2 separate regions of the Hordeum vulgare genome follow, and region 1 is linked to region 2. Evidence: chromatin contacts called from public Hi-C data. All regions are on one chromosome and are shown on one strand. Each heading gives the region's core, a stretch centred on a gene start, on an enhancer-like site or on the middle of the called end of the contact. The rest is flanking DNA. Distances are from core to core; before and after follow the strand shown.

The links. Hi-C and Micro-C count contacts between places; a contact is called where the count stands out from the background.
Region 1: a contact with region 2 is called in a Hi-C map of leaf, with 2.4 times the contacts expected there. The contact joins the enhancer-like site here to the promoter of LOC123431162 in region 2. A contact is called at or near these places in 2 of 6 Hi-C or Micro-C datasets (leaf and seedling).

Annotation. Positions count from the first base shown.
Region 1 is chr2H:643,419,924-643,423,169 of MorexV3_pseudomolecules_assembly, reverse strand. No RefSeq gene overlaps it. Among protein-coding and RNA genes, the nearest start is that of LOC123428888, 26 kb to the left of the region's middle. Within about 2 kb of position 1,294, at least 3 of the 3 cell types and tissues checked have open chromatin away from gene starts, as enhancers often do. A contact at or near this core is called in leaf and seedling, where this site is marked.
Region 2 is chr2H:643,345,696-643,349,005 of MorexV3_pseudomolecules_assembly, reverse strand. LOC123431162 (2-oxoglutarate-dependent dioxygenase 21, chloroplastic-like) reads left to right here and starts at 1,306. Exons shown (of 3, transcript XM_045114998.1): 1 at 1,306-1,707; 2 at 1,980-2,218; 3 at 2,303-3,257. The coding sequence starts at 1,528. The coding sequence ends at 2,885.

The DNA of each region.
Region 1 (3,246 bases), core at 45-2,544, 74 kb before region 2:
AAAAATGGAAATTTCATATTCGCGGAAACGAAAAGTTCCATTTCCACCTTTGTTCCATCGGAAAACTCTGTTTCGTTTTTGTTTATGTTTCCGCATAAAATATTCCATTTTCATATTTTCTCTTCATTTCTATTTATCCTCCGGAAAAGCAGAAAGTTTTCACTTCATTTTCAGCCTAGGCATGTTTCTGTAGTCCTGATCTCCCGGAAGTTAACTGCGGGTATCTTTCCTACTCCATTTGTCCTAAAAAAATTATCCTAAGTTTGTCTATATATGAATGTATCTAGTCACGTTTTAGTATTTTGATACATTCATTTTTAAACAAATCTAAAACAAAAAATTTAAATGAAGCGAGTATATATTTATAAAGGTTTGAGTTGGTGGTGATTTCACCCATCAATGAACTCCTCTCCTACCATTGGACCCACTAAAATAAAACAAATAACAAACGGTGGAACTGCATCAGGTATTGAAGTCAGACAGCTCCACCTTCCGAGACCACGGCAGCAACGACGGCTGCTCCCCGCAACATGTCCGCAGGTCAGGCTGGACAGGAATAGGAGCAAGCCAGCCCAAAGCTCACCAGCGCCGAGCCAGACTGGGCTCAACTCCTTGCTTCGCCGAGCCGCTATAGGAGGCTCGGACCGGGTGACCAACCAACCCTCTGGTCGGGCCGGTCGGCTGGCTCGCCTGCCTCAGCACCGTTGGCCAATGCCAGGTGGACCCAGGTTCTGGCGGTGTTGGTATCGGAGCGTGGTCGTGGAGGCGGAGCACCAGAGCGTCGGGACGTAGGGGAGGCCTGCTCTTGGCATTGGACGAGCTCAATGTCGTGGAGCTGGAGGAGGCAAGGCACCACGGTGGCAGCTCCAATCGCTAGCGCGAACACCCCAAGCACGAGCAGCATGCATGGGAGCTCGGCATAGGTACGGTGGTCTCGGAGAAGGCGCAGCGGCGTGCGTGCGTGCGTGCGCTCGATCAACACGGCGAAACAGGAGTGCGCAGCAGCGGCAGCGCATGGCGAGGCGAGGATGGCGTTGTCTCGGCTCTCAGAGAGGGCGACGATAGCCTGGTGTGATGGCGGCGTCCAGCGGCGCCATGGATAGATGCGTGTGTGCAGCGTTTGTATCCAGGCGGCAGCGGCGCGGTGGATGGATGTGTGCGAGCGCACGCTGTTTCTTTCGAGTAACCGCAAGTTGATCCTAGGTAGACCTAGCCATGGGCAGCCCCGCCCGGATCAAAAATACCAGGCCGGACCAGGCCTAATTATCCGATCAGGCTGGGCTCGGGCGTAGAAATTGAACCCGACGGTCGGGCCGGGCTCGGCGTAGAAATTGAGCCCGACGGTCGGGTCGGGCCGGGCTTAGGCTTGTGAAAAATATGATTTTAGACGTGGTCGGGTCGAGTTGATCGGAGTGTCGGGCATTTTCGGACTCGAGCCAGATTTGTTAGGCCCGAAGGTCGGGCCGGGCCGGGTTCGGGCCTCATTTTTTAGCATCGGGCATTTTATAGCCCGGCCAGACATATGTCCAGGTATACTCCTAGGTCAAGCTTCGTTTATTTTTTTTGAGAATCAACTTTTTTTTAGAATCACCTTCACATTCAATTGAGTTGTTGTTTCGGCATCGTAGGTGGCATAAACATTTAGATGGTCTGGGCTCGTCGCATCAGTGGACCGACCCAGCGCAGGACGAGCACTGGCTACACATCACACATTGTTTCGTTTTTCTTTTAATACATTTGCATACCCATAAGAATTACTTTTATGTATATTTCTAAGAATAGAAACATAATTTCCTTTAAACTTTACAAATGTTCACTAGACGTTTCAAAAATGTTAATGCTGTGTCAAAAATGTTTGTGCCACTTTTAAATATGTTGATAGCGTAAAAAAAGTGTTTGTGACAACTAAAAAATGTTTTGTGTTTCATAAAATGTTGAAGTTTTTTTTATAAAAATATGTGCAAAGTAAAAAATAATTACCATTCATTAAAATTGTACGTGAAATTTTACAGAAATATTCTCATGTTTCCAAAAGAAATGTTCATGAAAGAATGATACGTAACAATTAAAAAAGTGATGAAGGTGTATTTAATAAATGTTTACCATGCACCATTTTCTTGAAACATGTATTTTGGAAAAATGTACATCATAAATTGGAGAAAATGTTCAATGTGTATCAAAAAATGTTCCACGTTTATATGAAAAATGAAAAATATGTTTTGAAAAATAGAAACGTGTTGAAAAAAAAGAAGAAAAACAGTGAAGGTAAAAAATCAGCAGAGCCCACTGAGCCTCCCCAAAGCCCGGAAGAGAGCAAAATACTCACAATAACATCTCAGTATTTCAGAGTAGAAGGAAAAAATAACGGGCAATGTGACACCATAGCACGCAGGCCGGCCGATTTGCATGCCTTGGTTACGGCGGCGGGTCATGGCCGGGAAAGAGGAGATTTGGCATTTTTGGCGGCGGAAGACCGGCTCTTGCCTTGTGTGGCAGATTCATTCGACCTGCCTACCAACCCAAGTGAGTGTCGGCTGTCACCACTCTCCCCGGGAGCCAAGAGAAGAGAACATGGCCGGGTGACCCTCCGACCCTGGCAGGAGAGATGCACGTATTTCACCTGCTGCCGGGCTGTCTGGTTTGGCTGGCCCTTTGCTTTTCCTAGGCTACGAAATAGAGGGTCAAGGTTCATAATCCCGAGTAGTAGTACTGAGTTTTTTTTTCCTTCCACAAAGTGTACCATCTGACTCCAGCTAGAATCTATCATCGGCTAGCATCGACTGCGCACATAATCGAACGTGGCATTTTCACCCACGAGCGTTTTATAAAAAGGTTCACATCTACTAGAAATGTTCATTAAAAATACAAAACTGGTTTAATCTTATCGATAACAGTTGAAAATTCTTCGTGCATGTGTGATATGTCCCTAAGAACCGCCGCCGTTGAACTCTTGAATCGATTAGAGAAACTTGCTACCAAGTGGCATCGGAATTAAAGAACTTTTATCGCGCAAGGGGGTGATGGATGATTAGAGCCAAGACCTCTCTCATTCTCTGCTGCATCACAACACAGTGTTGAAATTTGGAGGTGGGCTTTAGACCCATTAGAGAATTTCAGAAAAAATCTCCAAGGGCCCATGTAGGTGGTGGCATGACAAGGCGGTAGGAGTTTAGTCCCACCCCGTTAGTGGAGGAGAGTTTGGACCCCTTTATAAGGGTCTCTCTTCCACATGCTATTGGAGAGTGA
Region 2 (3,310 bases), core at 57-2,556:
TACGCGGTCGCTGCCATGCCCACCATCACCAGCATCACCAGCCATAGGGTCCTCGGTTGCCGCCGCACGACCAGGGAGCCGCCCTGGCCGCGGTGCAAAGCCCCCAACCGCCTCGAAGGGTTGCTGCAGCCTCCTCCTGCCTCAGCGCCTTGGCACCGGGCGCCGCGGCCAACGCCAGTGGCAGTGGCAGCACGATTTGCTGTTGGGTGTGGGGTTGGGGCGTCGGGATCCGATCCCCCGGAGCCGCCGTGGGGCGGCGGCACGAGGGGGTCGGGAGGAAGTCCAGGATGATGTCTCACACAACAACATAAAGTATTTCTTCCAGTTAAAAATCCAGGATTAATCGAAATAGTAAGAGTATAGTACAAACTAACACGGGCGTCCGGAAACATCAACTAGTAAGAGGGTGTTTGGATCACTAGAGACTAGAGACTAGAGACTAGTAGTAGTCACCTTTAGTCAGTAAACCTCCAAACACCCCTGACTAATGGGTGACTAAAACTAGTTTAGTCCCTAGTCACCCCACCCCCAACTAAAAGTGACTAAAGTCTCTCTCCAATTAATTGGCGGGCCCATCCTGTTGCAGGCTCATCCTCCCATGCTGGCATACCAATGAAAGGGAGATAAATGAGAATAATTTAATACAGAGACATTTAATGCTGACTAGTAGTAGTCACCTTCCAAACAGGGTCTGACTAAAAACTTCTAATCTGACTACTACTAGTCACATGACTAGAGAGTATCCAAACATCCTCTAAGACTTACTAGTTAAGTCTGAAATTTAGCGATCCCGATATAGAAAACCAGCAGACGGGCATCCCGAAACAAACATAGCTGCTTCGTCAGCTCGCGGCACCGCCAAAACGGGAAAACCCCTCGTGCATCCCCGGCGCCGGTTGAGTTCCTGGCCCCATCCCGAAACAAACATAGGATAGCCACACCCTGACCCCGCCGCCGGTTGAGTTCCTCCCCCACCCCCGGCGCGAGAAAACAAGCATTATCCAACCGAGCGGGCTGGATGCCAACTTGGGGCGAGCAAAAACGGAATCGTGAGCCTGCTTGCTCACCCACGCACACTGAAACCCACACCTAAACCACAGCTGGTGCGGAAAGGAACCGGGCGACCATCCCCCTTCTTCACCTGGACGCAGCAGCGCAGATACGTCGCCGTCGCCGTCGCCATCGGGGCGTGCGTGCCTACATACGCACACACGCACGCTACCCAGGGCAAGAGAAAAGATCTACCTCTAAGTGCAGGGGATCTGGTACTCTTTGCTTGGCCACCAGTGGCATCCATGGCATGCAGTGCAGTGCAGTGCAGTGCAGCGCGGCTACCTCCCATGCCTCTTGTGTGCTGCTCATCTCTGATTGCTTCCCTACTTCTTCATCCAGATTCCGCCCTATAAATCCCACTAGCGCTCGGGATCTAGATGGAACGCACGCATCCGAACCATCTTAGAAGAAGAAGAGCCAGCAACAAGGAACCATATCAGTTCTGTTTGTTGGACGCGCCAAGACGATCGAGGCATGCCTGCTGCCGTCTCCGGGCGCCTCTTGGCTAGGACCATGGCGAGCCACCACAACCACCGGCAGCAGCGACCATTGCCGGTGATCAACATTGGCCGGCTCGGCGACAAGGACCCCGCCGCCCGGGCGCTCGTCGTCGAGGACATAGCACGGGCGTGCCGCGACCGGGGGTGCTTCCAGGTCCGTTGCTCTGCTTCTGCTTGTTATTACTCCTGCTACTACTCTACACCCTCTGGTCCTCAAGCCGACGACACCTCCGCTACGCTACGGCCAGTTAAAGATGGATAGGGCTATGAGTTACCCGTACGTGCTGACATGGACGCAGCCATTTCAATACTGACAGTGACCTGGCACTAAGTTAACCGCATGCAAAACAAGCGACAAATCATATCATGCACATATATACCGAGATGCCAGTGCTGACACGTTGTGCTGCCGGGGTGAACCTGAAGGTGATAAACCACGGCGTCAGCAAGTCCGCCATGGACGGCGCGCTCGAGGCCGCCTCGGAGTTCTTCGACATGCCCGCCGACCGCAAGGCGGCGTTCGCCTGCGACGACATCCGCAGCCCGGTCCGGTACGACACCAGCTCCCGGGACGGGATCAGCAAGGCCAGGTCTTTCCTCAAGCACTACGCCAATCCCATCGAGGACTGGGTCGACTCCTGGCCAACACAGCCGCCAACATACAGGTACTTGATCATCAACCTGAACATGGAATCCTCGGCATTGCCACACTCTTCTTAGATTGAGAAAAAACAAGTGATGATCGGCAGGAAGAAGATGGGGAAGTATGCCGTGGAGGTGCAGAGGCTGTCGGTGCAGCTCACGGGGGCCATCGTGGAGGGGCTGGGACTATGCCCAATGTACCTTGAGGAGAAGCTCGGAGCAGGGCTGCAGTTCATGGCGCTCAACAACTACCCGCAGGGATCGTCTCGGGCCGGCGACACGGTCGGGCTGGCGCCGCACTCGGACATTGGCTTCATCAGCATCCTGCTGCAGAGCTCGCCGGGGCTGGAGGTGACGCACCACGACGACGGCGGCATATGGACGCCGGTCCCGTCCATTCCAGGGGCGCTCCACGTCCACCTCGGCGACCACCTGGAGGTGCTGAGCAACGGCCGGCTCAGGTCCCTCCTGCACCGTGCCATCCTCAATACGGATGAAGCGAGGATCTCCATCGCCAGCATCCATGGCGCGGCGATGGACGAGAAGGTCCGGTGCGCCGAGGAGCTCGTCGACGAGCGCCACCCGAGGATGTACAGGGAGAGCAGCTTCCATGACTTCCTCGACTTCCTGCCGACCAACGTCAAGGCGTACCGGAGGTTCGTTGAGACCCTCAAGATCGACACTGCTTAACCCAAAAACATCATATTCGTTCTGCTGCATTAAGAGTTTAAGACACACACAGCTGAAGGAGACTCTGCACATAAGTGTCCATTTAGTTGTGTCATTTAATTATGCCTCCATTACCAAGTATCTCCGTACGAATAAGGGAGTATGGTATCAGCAGAGCAGGATAGGCGTGTGATTAGCAGGGTGCCTTTTTTTTAAGACTCTCCATTTCTTGCTTTGGGGAAATGCAGTATTCCTGCATGTCTCTTCCATCAAAAGGAGGATCAAAGGGACCTTGCAGAGCTCTTCCGGTCCTGTGGTACCTGCACCATGTGTCCGATATCTGTATTAGTTCATTTCACCTATTGAAATTTATTTTCTCATGAGATGTATTGCGTGGAACATATATTAAATACATTTTACTGTTTTCTTTTTTGCTTGTTTTTATC